Linked DNA regions of Mus musculus: region 2 is linked to region 1. Evidence: chromatin contacts called from public HiChIP or PLAC-seq data. All regions are on one chromosome and are shown on one strand. The core of a region is the stretch at or near the end of the contact, and the rest is flanking DNA. Distances in the headings are between cores, read along the strand shown.

The links. HiChIP or PLAC-seq counts read pairs in DNA pulled down with a chosen protein or histone mark.
Region 2: an H3K27ac HiChIP or PLAC-seq map of the NIH/3T3 cell line shows a contact between it and region 1, with 4 times the contacts expected there. The contact joins the enhancer-like site here to the promoter of Fgf7 in region 1. A contact is called at or near these places in 16 of 39 promoter capture datasets (the 3T3-L1 cell line, 3T3-L1-derived adipocytes, the C10 cell line and 12 more), 10 of 484 Hi-C or Micro-C datasets (the 3T3-L1 cell line, 3T3-L1-derived adipocytes, the C2C12 cell line and 5 more), 3 of 115 datasets of contacts at active chromatin or transcription factors (the NIH/3T3 cell line, embryonic fibroblasts and heart atrium) and 1 of 9 other capture datasets (adipose tissue).

What each region holds. Positions count from the first base shown.
Region 1 is chr2:126,032,131-126,038,780 of GRCm38.p6, forward strand. Fgf7 (fibroblast growth factor 7) reads left to right here and starts at 2,528. Exons shown (of 4, transcript NM_008008.4): 1 at 2,528-2,720; 2 at 3,315-3,870. The coding sequence starts at 3,585. All of the region lies in intron 11 of Fam227b (family with sequence similarity 227, member B), which reads right to left.
Region 2 is chr2:126,240,557-126,247,701 of GRCm38.p6, forward strand. No RefSeq gene overlaps it. Among named protein-coding and RNA genes, the nearest start is that of Dtwd1, 92 kb to the left of the region's middle. Within about 2 kb of position 5,080, at least 6 of the 459 cell types and tissues checked have an H3K27ac peak or open chromatin away from gene starts, as enhancers often do. A contact at or near this core is called in the NIH/3T3 cell line and cancer-associated fibroblasts, where this site is marked.

The sequences.
Region 1 (6,650 bases), core at 1,278-3,777:
AGTTCCACAGTAAAATATATGGGTAAAAATGAAATGTTCATAGAGGTTGGCTATGCACATTGAGATATACCCATTCAATGGAATAGCATGCAGTGTAGAGAGTGAGTGAGCTTTCTAAATGCTGAGATAGGAGATTTTGTATTTTTACTAAATAAAAAGCAACATGTATAACTCTCTCTCTCTCTCTCTCTCTCTCTCTCTCTCTCTCTCTCTCGTGTGTGTGATAATACTTCTTTGTATGTAAAAGAACAGGGTATAAAATTCTCCTGTATATATGTGTATAGCTTTTGTGTTTAAGCATGGTAAAAATGTAAACTGAAATATAAAATTCCATAAGTCAAAGTTTCTATCATTTGTCTCTCCACAGAATGAAGGCTGTGATGAAGACTGGTTAGGAAAAGCTAGGAAGTTCATATAGCAACTGACTGCATCAAAGAAGTTCTATGAGTTTTTCAATGATTTTCAATGCAAATTTATTTTAAATATCTTTATTTTTGTATTTGAAATACAAATTCCCAAACACGAGGGGCAAGGGCGACACACTTCTTCTTTTTGAGATACGCTTCTATTTGAAGCTTTTCAGGTGACAACATTAATCTTTAAAAGTCAATAGATGTAGATCCTTTTCTTATGGATTTACAATGCACAAGGTGGAGATATTTTCAACTAAGGATGAAGCTACCGTTATCTGGAAAGAGCACAGAGCAGGGAACTCTGCTGCTCTCTTCTGTATGTGCTTTACAGTAAGGACAGAGGATGTCTGCCACTGGGTAACTCACAAGGACAAAGAGAGCAGCTGTCCTACAGATAGCTGAACCGCTAGCCTAATGAGAACCATTGCTAACAAGTAAGGGTCTCAAGGACAGGAATGAAATTCCCCACCCCGTCTTGGTCCCATCACTGGAAAGTAATCAATAACTTCGAAAGGAATTTAAACTGATACAATTTCCTGCCTGACTGTAACCTGCTCAGTGACATTCCTCAGAGAGTCATTTTATACCTTGGCTCCAACATTGCGAACACTCCCTCCCCTGCACATTGTAAAGAGACTGGGCATTCTGTAGTGTGCACTGAGAACTGACTGCATAACCTCCATTTCTCTATGGAACGTCAACTCGTAAGAATTCTGAATCTGCTCATTACTAATGTCCCCGCCCCCGGATGGTGGGATATCACTAAGAACATCATCATACCTTCTGTCCTTTCCTATTCCTCCCTGGGAGAAAAATCATGGGATGTTCTGAACTCTCTGGCTTTAAATAGATACAGTTATAGAACAGCACACCCTCCTCTGCTTTGAAAGCCTAGTGCTTTAATATTTCATGAATCGAAGACAACTGTGTATGTTTGAAATATGGGGTGCTGTTGACTCTGCCCTCTGTAAGCACAATGGGAAAGGGAAGAACAATCACATCCAAATGATTCAATTTTGGGTCTCTGTCTCTATTTGGTCTACCTGCACCACCTGGTGGTAGTGTATGTTAAGTGCGAAGTTGTGTGTGTGTCTCTCTCTCTCTCTCTCTGTGTGTGTGTGTGTGTTTTGCAGGTACAAGGAAAAGAGAATTTTAATGTATGTATTCTTAAATATTCATTTAGGGTGGTGATACGATGGCTCCATACTAAGTGTAAGATACAGACAGTCACAGTCTTGCTCAGTACAGGATAGGCACAAGCTCAGGCTGGAAAGCAAAAGGACTCTCTTGTATCCATTAGCTATTGGCCTTATTATTCCTGGAATTATCAGTTATTTTTTATGCTATTGCTCTCAGGAAGGCACAAGTCAAATACTAAGGTGAAACCATTTTTCTAAAAGAATGATAGTTTTGCAAATTATGTGTCCTTTGCTTCTGTGTGTCATCCTTTGAAATAAATCACAAGACAGGATGTTAAAACGGCAGCACACCCTAGCCTGATTAGACGTGGCCATTGATTTGATACCTGAAGCAGCAGCTGAGCCATGGGGAAGTAAGGGATGGAGCCAAGGCCACACTGTTTGTTAGAATCCCAGTCCGGTAAGAAACTAGGTCTTCTCAGCCTAAAGACTCACACCCAATTGTGCAAGATCTGTGAAAAGATGTGTCCTTGCCTAGGGATACCTGCTTTCAGGCCCTGAGCCTTGGGTTGCTCTAGTGCTCTGAATTTGAAGGACTAAAAACATACCCTCACTTACCAACCTCCTCCGTGCCAATGTATTGTAAAGATCATCTAACATTTAAGAAGCCCTTATATATGTTGTAGGGACATATGTTTTTCACAGACTGTACAGCTTCTGTGTTTAAAAGGTCTAACATTTTCCTTTCTCTTTGTAACGGCTTGGGAATCAGAGGTCTGTTTCCACAGCGTGAATGCCCACTTGTGGATTTAAGCCGAAGCCGTGTCCACAGCTCCCCCTTACGACCACTCAACAGTGTACAAGCCTCCTAATTCTGCTGTTTTAGACAACGAACAGCTCACTGGTTAAGTTTTAATTGCTTCCAATGAGGTCAGCAAAGGTATTTATTGAAAATCTCTGAATAAAAGGCTCCACGCACTCACACAAGCGCACGCGCTCACACACGGAGAAAATCCTTTTGCCTGTTGATTTATGGAAACAATTATGATTCTGCTGGGGGATTTCTCAGCTGAGAAATAGTTTGTAGCTACAGTAGAGAGGCTCAAGTTGCACGAGGCAGACAGCAGACACGGAACTCTTGTGTACCCAGCTGTTCCAAACAGAACAAGTAAGTTACTGTTATTTGTCTTTAAAACAATGCTCTTTTCTGAAAGATTTTCTCTTTCTGTGGTTATTGTCCTGGGGTGGGGTCAGGGGGGAAAGACTTTTGAGCTGTGAAAATATCTACAGAAATTGTGCTGTAGTACGGACGGATGGAAGGAGACTCTTGAGGTTCTCCAGGGCAATCCTGACACTTAACTTGAAAAATCTGGGTAGTTTAAGGGAAAATAATTATAAAGCACAAATGTAAAAGCATAGACTAATGAATTCCAGGGAATTCAACTTCAACTTTGTCGATAGAGGCTGTAAAACTTGATTTAACTCAATAGCTGTGAGTACACAGTGTTTCCTGACAAGATAGCAACTGGAATGAATGGTGTGGTTTTCTTGTGGTGTCTCCTCACTAACGCATAGCGCTTCTGAATCTATGTGCAGAGTGGCAGAGATGCTCACGTCCTCTGTGGGAGCTGTTTTAAACGTGCTTTCAACATTTAACTACACTGACATGTTAGACTATCTAACTACTGAAATTTATACATACAATTTTTTTTATCTCCCTCTCCTCTCCCCCTCCCCATTCCTAATCTCTCTCTTCGAGCAGAAGTCAAGGAGCAACCGCACTGCAGCAACTGGCCTTGTCACGACCTGTTTCTATAAGGATATACCTATCAGCTGTGTTCCTGAAGGAGGAATCGTGTTATTGGTATCAGAAGCTAAAAGATAAGGTTAACAGTTTGGAAAGAGCGACGACTTTTTCTCTCATCAATCTCCAGTTCACAAATAGGAGGAGGCCCATGACCTAGGAGTAGCAATCAACGCAAGATTCAATTCTCATTATGTTATTCATGAACACCCGGGGCACTACACTATAATGCGCAAATGGATACTGACACGGATCCTGCCAACTCTGCTCTACAGATCATGCTTCCACCTCGTCTGTCTAGTGGGCACTATATCTCTAGCTTGCAATGACATGAGTCCGGAGCAAACGGCTACGAGTGTGAACTGTTCCAGCCCCGAGCGACACACCAGAAGTTATGACTACATGGAAGGAGGGGATATAAGGGTGAGAAGACTGTTCTGTCGCACCCAGTGGTACCTGAGGATTGACAAACGAGGCAAAGTGAAAGGGACCCAGGAGATGAAGAACAGCTACAGTAAGTGATGCCTTTATCACAGCCCTGCTTAGCTCTTTAAGGTTTGTCTAAGGTTCACTTTCCAGTGCTGTGTTCTCCTTTCCTATGGGGGCAAAAAAAAAAAATCAGTGTCATATATCAAGTCCTAATTTTTCTACCTTGGGATTTCTGCACTAACTCCCTAAAATATCTCTGGTAATAGGGCAAGTGTCCTCACCTTATGGTTGGAACTGATATAGTTGGAAAATACTCTGTGGCTTAAATCCAAACTACTGGTTAGTAAGAAACCATGTCAGTGAGCACGCATGCTCATGTGTGATTGTTTCCCTAGCAAAGCTCAGCAGCGGTGTGCATAGAGCTCTCAGTAGGTGTTCACCAAACTACCAGCCAGGAGTTTAAGGAGCAGAGGATGTATCTGTCTTTATTAGTGGTGTTGCTTTTGAAAGGACTCTGCCATGGTACTAACCGGTTAAGAATCTACTTCCTGAGCACCAAAAACTGTGTGCTTCTAAAACAGAAGGGAGTCGGTGATGCCCTGGAACATCTTTAAAAGTCTAATGAGTTTGTTTTAGATTCCTTAACTCCCCACCCACAGGTAACAGACCTTTTTTAGCAGTTTCTTTATCAAGAGTCTGTCATGTTAAGTCTCTTGCTAATTTAAGAGGAACATAACCTTGAGGAAGCAGAGCTGAGTTGGAAGGCAGGTTGGGTCGGGGACCTTCACCTGGAGCACCCCACTTTCCTTAGACCCAGTTGTTTTTTTACCTTAAAATGCCAGGGCTTGGGTTTTCATTTGATGGTTACAGTTAGTAACTAATCTCAGTAGTATTAAATGCAATGGCATAAAACACACACTCAACATTTACCTTAGGTATTTAAAACCCACACGTGGAAATAGATTTCTTAGCACTAATAACACATGGGTGGCGTTGACACTGTATGTTTGATAGTACGTGTGGCAGTATAGTTTGAGAAGGATACATGGAGACAATAGTGTAGCTGGGTGTCTGTGACAGGGCCACCCCAAGTAGTTCCTATCTATTCCTGAAATATCTTTTTGGCTCTAAACTCACTGACCAAAAAATAAGAGTTTGGTGACTCTTTCCAAAATGAAAATGAGGGACCTTCATTTCAGCCATAACTCATACAAACTGAGCAAGGAAACATGCCTTCTGGAGGACTGATTCCATGGGACCCAGCTCAGCAGTGGCCACTGGAGGAGGATTTGCTGACCGTCCCTTCTATGTGGCCTTTTCATTTGATTTGAAAATCATCGAGCCTTATTGTAGATAACAGAATCATGGGGGCAGTGACAGCATGTGTCCCGTCCCTGTCTGTTAATGACTTTGGGGCACTTTAGTGTTCCCAATCTTCAACTGGTAAACATGGATGCATTTTTCAAAATCTTTCTCCTTCTCACAGTCTAATTGGTTCTGAGGCAGGGAACGTACCACACAATGTAAAGCCTCAATACTCATTACCTAGTTGTCACCCCAACAGTGAGGCAAAAGTGCCTGCTCTCTCTCCAGACTAACCATGCAGTCAGGGCTAGTTGCAAATTTTATAACAAGGTTATTATCATAGCTCAATTGCAGACTTCTTTTTATTTAATGACTAATCCCTTTGGATGCTTTCCACTAACTCATAAAAAAAGGTAAAAAAAAAATGGGTGGGAACAGTCAGTGAAAATGAGTACTATGATTATTTGAGATTAAAGTAGTTACAATTGGAACATGTAAATATATGTGAATTTTATTTTGTGTTAAATTCCTGGAGCTCATGAATTTCAGGTATTTGTACACATTTACAAACTGGTAAAATCACTTTACAATTTGAAACATGGTATAGTGCTAAACCTGAGAAGTCTTAAAGCCTGTTTAGCAAACCCCCTTTTTCATGAAGCAAACTCTATAGTAATAAGAAAGACAAAAGTCTTTCCCAAAATCATGGTGTTGAACTATCAGAGTGCCTTGTACTTAGAAAGACTTGACATTGTTTATGCAAATACCAAATATGTTTCTTACAAGTCTTTTAATAGTCTAAATTTATATACTTTCTTGGCATAATTCAATCTCGAGGAGAGAGTAAGACCTCATGAGAATCTCTCAGATAAACTATAAAATAGTTACCATTGTCCTGCCATCCTACTGAAAAGACAAGATAAGGTTTCTCCCAAGTTAGACAGATGTGATGGGACTTTTGTGTGTAGAAAATCCAAGAGTCAGAAGAATAAAGGAGAATAATGTATTAGGAGAAAAATCTGATAATTGTTGCCTGTTAGTTGAGACAGACTTGCTCAGTTTAAGAATGAACATAAGCAGATAGACGTATGTGAGGCTGGAGCTACTGAGTCAGGGAATCCAGGTCCAAATAGTGTGCTCAGAAGAACTTGTTCACTGTAACCAAGCAGCATGAGAAATGCAATCACAAAAGCTCAGGGTGGTTTCCTGAGCTTTCAGAGTCTTCAGAGTTAGCTCAGTGATCCGAAGGAGGAGGTCCCCCTCTTGCTGTCACTAGAATGACAGCTAATAGTGACTGGACTCAAATGAATAGAAATCATTCAGAAAGAAATAAAACTCAACATCAACCCCCAGACTTCCTTCTCATGGCTCTGATGCCTTCCACTTTTAAGCAGGTCCTTAAACTTCTTTGGAAGCCCTTTAACTTTAACTTTGGAAGTCCTTAAACTTTCCTTTTGGAAGCATTGGTTTTCATTTTCTTCTCGTTAGCCACTCCCATGGCTTTTGTTTGAGTGAAAGGCAATTTGACCTGAAGGTATGGATGAGTCTTGGCAGGCTGCT
Region 2 (7,145 bases), core at 3,830-6,329, 210 kb after region 1:
ATTATCTCTCCACAAATCCAGCCCTTCAAAGGTTAATAACAGAAAAAAACCAATACAAGAACGGGAACAATGCCCTAGAAAAAACAAGAAGGTAATCCCTCAACAAACCTAAAAGAAGACAGCCACAAGAACAGAATGCCAACTTTAACAACAAAAATAACAGGAAGCAACAATTACTTTTCCTTAATATCTCTTAACATCAATGGTCTCAACTCCCCAATAAAAAGACATAGACTAACAAACTGGCTACACAAACAAGACCCAACATTTTGCTGTTTACAGGAGACACATCTCAGAGAAAAAGATAGACACTACCTCAGAATAAAAGGATGGAAAACAATTTTCCAAGCAAATGGTATGAAGAAACAAGCTGGAGTAGCCATCCTAATATCTGATAAGATTGACTTCCAACCCAAAGTCATCAAAAAAGACAAGGAGGGGCACTTTGTTCTCATCAAAGGTAAAATCCTCCAAGAGGAACTCTCAATTCTGAATATCTATGCGCCAAATACAAGGGCAGCCACATTCATTAAAGAAACTTTAGTAAAGCTCAAAGCACACATTGCACCTCACACAATAATAGTGGGAGACTTCAACACACCACTTTCACCAATGGACAGATCATGGAAACAGAAACTAAACAGGGACACAGTGAAACTAACAGAAGTGATGAAACAAATGGATCTGACAGATATCTACAGAACATTTTATCCTAAAACAAAAGGATATACCTTCTTCTCAGCAACTCATGGTACCTTCTCCAAAATTGACCACGTAATAGGTCACAAAACAGGCCTCAACAGATTCAAAAATATTGAAATTGTCCCATGTATCCTATCAGATCACCATGCACTAAGGCTGATCTTCAATAACAAAAAAAATAACAGAAAGCCAACACTCACGTGGAAACTGAACAACACTCTTCTCAATGATACCTTGGTCAAGGAAGGAATAAAGAAAGAAATTAAAGACTTTTTAGAGTTTAATGAAAATGAAGCCACAACGTACCCAAACCTTTGGGACACAATGAAAGCATTTCTAAGAGGGAAACTCATAGCTCTGAGTGCCTCCATGAAGGAAACGGGAGAGAGCACATACTAGCAGCTTGACAACACATCTAAAAGCTCTAGAAAAAAAGGAAGCAAATTCACCCAAGAGGAGTAGACGGCAGGAAATAATCAAACTCAGGGGTGAAATCAACCAAGTGGAAACAAGAAGAACTATTCAAAGAATTAACCAAACGAGGAGTTGGTTCTTTGAGAAAATCAACAAGATAGATAAACCCTTAGCTAGACTCACTAGAGGGCACAGGGACAAAATCCTAATTAACAAAATCAGAACTGAAAGGGAGACATAACAACAGATCCTGAAGAAATCCAAAACACCATCAGATCCTTCTACAAAAGGCTATACTCAACAAAACTGGAAAACCTGGACAAAATGGACAAATTTCTGGACAGATACCAGGTACCAAAGTTGAATCAGGATCAAGTTGACCTTCTAAACAGTCCCATATCCCCTAAAGAAATAGAAGCAGTTATAAATAGTCTCCCAGCCAAAAAAAGCCCAGGACCAGACGGGTTTAGTGCAGAGTTCTATCAGACCTTCAAAGAAGATCTAATTCCAGTTCTGCACAAACTTTTTCACAAGATAGAAGTAGAAAGTACTCTACCCAACTCATTTTATGAAGCCACTATTACTCTGATACCTAAACCACAGAAAGATCCAACAAAGATAGAGAATTCAGACCAATTTCTCTTATGAATATCGATGCAAAAATCCTCAATAAAATTCTCGCTAACCGAATCCAAGAACACATTAAAGCAATCATCCATCCTGACCAAGTAGGTTTTATTCCAGGAATGCAGGGATGGTTTAATATACGAAAATCCATCAATGTAATCCACTATATAAACAAACTCAAAGACAAAAACCACATGATCATCTCGTTGGATGCAGAAAAAGCATTTGACAAGATCCAACACCCATTCATGATAAAAGTTCTGGAAAGATCAGGAATTCAAGGCCCATACCTAAACATGATAAAAGCAGTCTACAGCAAACCAGTAGCCAACATCAAAGTAAATGGAGAGAAGCTGGAAGCAATCCCACTAAAATCAGGGACTAGACAAGGCTGCCCACTTTCTCCCTACCTTTTCAACATAGTACTTGAAGTATTAGCCAGAGCAATTCGACAACAAAAGGAGATCAAGGAGATACAAATTGGAAAGGAGGAAGTCAAAATATCACTTTTTGCAGATGATATGATAGTATATATAAGTGACCCTAAAAATTCCACCAGAGAACTCCTAAACCTGATAAACAGCTTCGGTGAAGTAGCTGGATATAAAATTAACTCAAACAAGTCAATGGCCTTTCTCTACACAAAGAATAAACAGGCTGAGAAAGAAATTAGGGAAACAACACCCTTCTCAATAGTCACAAATAATATAAAATATCTCGGCGTGACTCTAACTAAGAAAGTGAAAGATATGTATGATAAAAACTTCAAGTCTCTGAAGAAAGAAATTAAAGAAGATCTCAGAAGATGGAAAGATCTCCCATGCTCATGGATTGGCAGAATCAACATTGTAAAAATGGCTATCTTGCCAAAAGCAATCTACAGATTCAATGCAATCCCCATCAAAATTCCAACTCAATTCTTCAACGAATTAAAAGGAGCAATTTGCAAATTCATCTGGAATAACAAAAAACCTAGGATAGCAAAAACTCTTCTCAAGGATAAAAGAACCTCTGGTGGAATCACCATGCCTGACCTAAAGCTTTACTACAGAGCAATTGTGGTAAAAACTGCATGGTACTGGTATAGAGACAGACAAGTAGACCAATGGAATAGAATTGAAGACCCAGAAATGAACCCACACACCTATGGGCACTTGATCTTCGACAAGGGAGCTAAAACCATCCAGTGGAAGAAAGACAGCATTTTCAACAAATGGTGCTGGCACAACTGGTTGTTATCATGTAGAAGAATGGGAATCGATCCATACTTATCTCCTTGTACTAAGGTCAAATCTAAATGGATCAAAGAACTTCACATAAAACCAGAGACACTGAAACTTATAGAGGAGAAAGTGGGGAAAAGCCTTGAAGATATGGGCACAGGGAAAAAATTCCTGAACAGAACAGCAATGGCTTGTGCTGTAAGATCGAGAATTGACAAATGGGACCTAATGAAACTCCAAAGTTTCTGCAAGGCAAAAGACACCGTCAATAAGACAAAGAGACCACCAACAGATTGGGAAAGGATCTTTACCTATCCTAAATCAGATAGGGGACTAATATCCAACATATATAAAGAACTCAAGAAGGTGGACTTCAGAAAATCAAACAACCCCATTAAAAAATGGGGCTCAGAACTGAACAAAGAATTCTCACCTGAGGAATACCGAATGGCAGAGAAGCACCTGAAAAAATGTTCAACATCCTTAATCATCAGGGAAATGCAAATCAAAACAACCCTGAGATTCCACCTCACACCAGTGAGAATGTCTAAGATCAAAAATTCAGGTGACAGCAGATGCTGGCGAGGATGTGGAGAAAGAGGAACACTCCTCCATTGTTGGTGGGATTGCAGGCTTGTACAACCACTCTGGAAATCCGTCTGGCGGTTCCTCAGAAAATTGGACATAGTACTACCGGAGGATCCAGCAATACCTCTCCTGGGCATATATCCAGAAGATGCCCCAACTGGTAAGAAGGACACATGCTCCACTATGTTCATAGCAGCCTTATTTATAATAGCCAGAAGCTGGAAAGAACCCAGATGCCCCTCAACAGAGGAATGGATACAGAAAATGTGGTACATCTACACAATGGAGTACTACTCAGCTATTAAAAAGAACGAATTTATGAAATTCCTAGCCAAATGGATGGACCTGGAGGGCATCATCCTGAGTGAGGTAACACATTCACAAAGGAACTCACACAATATGTACTCACTGATAAGTGGATATTAGCCCAAAACCTAGGATACCCAAGATATAAGATACAATTTCCTAAACACATGAAACTGAAGAAAAATGAAGACTGAAGTGTGGACACTATGCCCCTCCTTAGAAGTGGGAACAAAACACCCTTGGAAGGAGTTACAGAGACAAAGTTTGGAGCTAAGATGAAAGGATGGACCATGTAGAGACTGCCTTATCCAGGGATCCACCCCATAATCAGCATCCAAACGCTGACACCATTGCATACACTAGCAAGATTTTATCGAAAGGACCCAGATGTAGCTGTCTCTTGTGAGACTATGCCGGGGCCTAGCAAACACAGAAGTGGATGCCCACAGTCAGCTAATGGATGGATTACAGGTCTCCCAATGGAGGAGCTAGAGAAAGTACCCAAGGAGCTAAAGGGATCTGCAACCCTATAGGTGGATCAACATTATGAACTAACCAGTACCCCAGAGCTCTTGACTCTAGCTGCATATGTATCAAAAGATGGCCTAGTCGGCCATCACTGGAAAGAGAGGCCCATTGGACACACAAACTTTATATGCCCCAGAACAGGGGAACGCCAGGGCCAAAAAGGGGGAGTGGGCGGGTAGGGGAGTGGGGGTGGGTGGGTATGGGGGACTTTTGGTATAGCATTGGAAATGTAAATGAGCTAAATCCCTAATAAAAAATGGAAAGAAAAAAATAATAAAATAAAGTCCTGGGGTGTTGCGGTGAAAAAATAAAATAAAATAAAATTCCAAGCCATCAAAAAAAAAAAAAAAAGAATGTATATATATATATATATATGTATTCCTTGTGAACCCTTTGTCAAATAATTATATACATCTGTTTCTTTGGGGTTGGCTTCTGGGAATTTAATGTGTTTCTCTTTGGGCCAAGTTACCATGTCTGTTTCTGTTTGTAAAAACTATCTTTTCTTAGATTCTGTATATCTGATAAAATAGTTACTCAAGACTTTGCCTACTGGTTTCCTGCAGGATATGACTCTTATCCATGAGACTGGCTAAGAGGTTATTTTCCCAAAGCTTGTATTTAGGAGCATGCAAAAGTCTCAGTTGTCAAGCTGATTTTTCAAGTTGATCAGTTTCTTTTTCAGGAATTCACAATCTCTTGCTCCCCCTTGTGTCTCCCGAGGTTTTGCAAGGATTTTCATCATGGATTAACAAACTGTCTTGCTCTCCCTTGTTCTCAGTGATAACCATGCTTCTGATTTAAGTCAGTTTACTATCACTGCCTAATGTCAGGTGAGAGAGATACAAGCCCTTTGTGTGAGCCTCCAAAAAGTCGGAATGACAGGCCTACACTCTGACCCTTTCCCTCCCTCCTGATGGAGAAGCGTTGGGTTATACATGTCACCACCATGCTGAACCATGTATCACCCCTACTATGTTTTTATTCTATGAACCCCCGTACATACATGTGTCTGTTCTTCAGCACTTGAGTGATGCACAACTAAATCAGTCTCCCAGAAGTCCTCTGAGAAAGTCAAAACGTTGACCTGATTTTGCTAAGACATTGCTTTCCAATGCTGATCTGTGCTGGTTTAGGTGGTGCATAAACCACTTAAACCATTTCAGTGTAGCTGTTCTCATACCCATGTTTGCTCGGGGTACTACAAATCTTCGGATTCTAGAATTCCCATAAAAGCACCTTCACTCATGTATCATTAAGTCAGCATTCCAAGGAGACCAAGAAGTAACTAACCATTACAAGTCTGTCATCTTACTGACATCACACACACACACACACACACACACACACACACACACATCAAGCCAATATTTGAATGCCTAAAGACTCCAAACTCCAAGTAGGTATCCTACTAATGAACATGAAAGAAACAGATTGTTGGAACCCATAAGTTCTTGTTTCTAGACATGTTCAAGAAGAGGGGCAAAGGCAGAAGAAATAGCCACCAAACTTCAACACTGAACAGTAGGCAATGAATGGGAAGTCTACAGCTTACCAACCAACCAACAAACAAACAAACAAAAACCAACAAAACAAAAACCTCAGGGAGGATCCAGCCTCGGACTGCTACGGAAAGTCAGCATCCTTGTCCATCCTGATGGCACATGTTCATCTTGATGGCATGTGTCCTGACAAATAAAGTGGGATTGTGGCTTACAGCCCAGAAACATTTGATCTCTCTCAGTGTGTTCACAGACTAAATGTTGGACATAAGTGTGGCCATGAGGAAGAATTGCTGGTACTTTCACAGTCAGCTCAGGATTCTTTCAATAGTCCTATTTCATAAGCTTTCATGCCTCTTCTAGTAATGAATTGTCTTGTTTTCCAGTCGTAGACACCTTACCAATTGTCCTAGTTAGCTTTCAACTTGACACAGCTTAGTGTCATTTGAGAGTAAAGCCTCAACTAAGATCAAATTTAGGCTTGTGATGAACTGTTTTGATTATTAGCTGATGAATCAAGGCCCATCCCACTTTAGGCAGCATTATCCCTTGGCTGGTGGTCCTGGGCTGTGTAAGAAAATGAACCAATAAACAGCATCCTTCCATGGCTTCTACTTCCAGGTTCCTGCCTTGATTTCACTCAACGATGGACTGTGACCCAGAAGTGTGAGTCAAACCAACCCTTTCCTCGCCATGTTCCCTTTAGTCACAATGTTTCATTTCAGCATCAGAGTGAAGCTAGAGCACTCAGGGGAATATCTGAGCCATGATGTAGGTGGAACAGCATGTCAAGAAAGAGATCGGTATCGTAGTGGTAGGGCTATCCTTAAGTGACTGTTGGCCTCATCTCCTAAAGACTCACTTGCAGAACAGAAATGATGAGAGCATCCTTTTGTATCTGAAAGACTGCAAGGACTCTTGTCAAGCCTGTGCACAGGATGCCAAGGTGAGCCTGTCTTCCCCACATAAAGGTCTCTCTCTGAGCATGAGAAGAGTGAATGCAGAGGGATTTCCAGATGATATTGTGCAATTTTTTTTGCTTTGCTGATTTTTCTCCCCATCTCAGCTTAGTCAAAAATTTAGAGCATTGATTTCATTTCCCAGAAAATGCATGCTTCTTTCCCCAAACACTTGTCCCTTGGCAGGAGAGAGAACTGACGCAGACACAAAACCTGAAGCAAATTGTGTTTTGTTTTGCTTCTCCCTTTATCCACACCCAACACTCATTCCTTCATTTAAGTTAGGGAACTTAGGA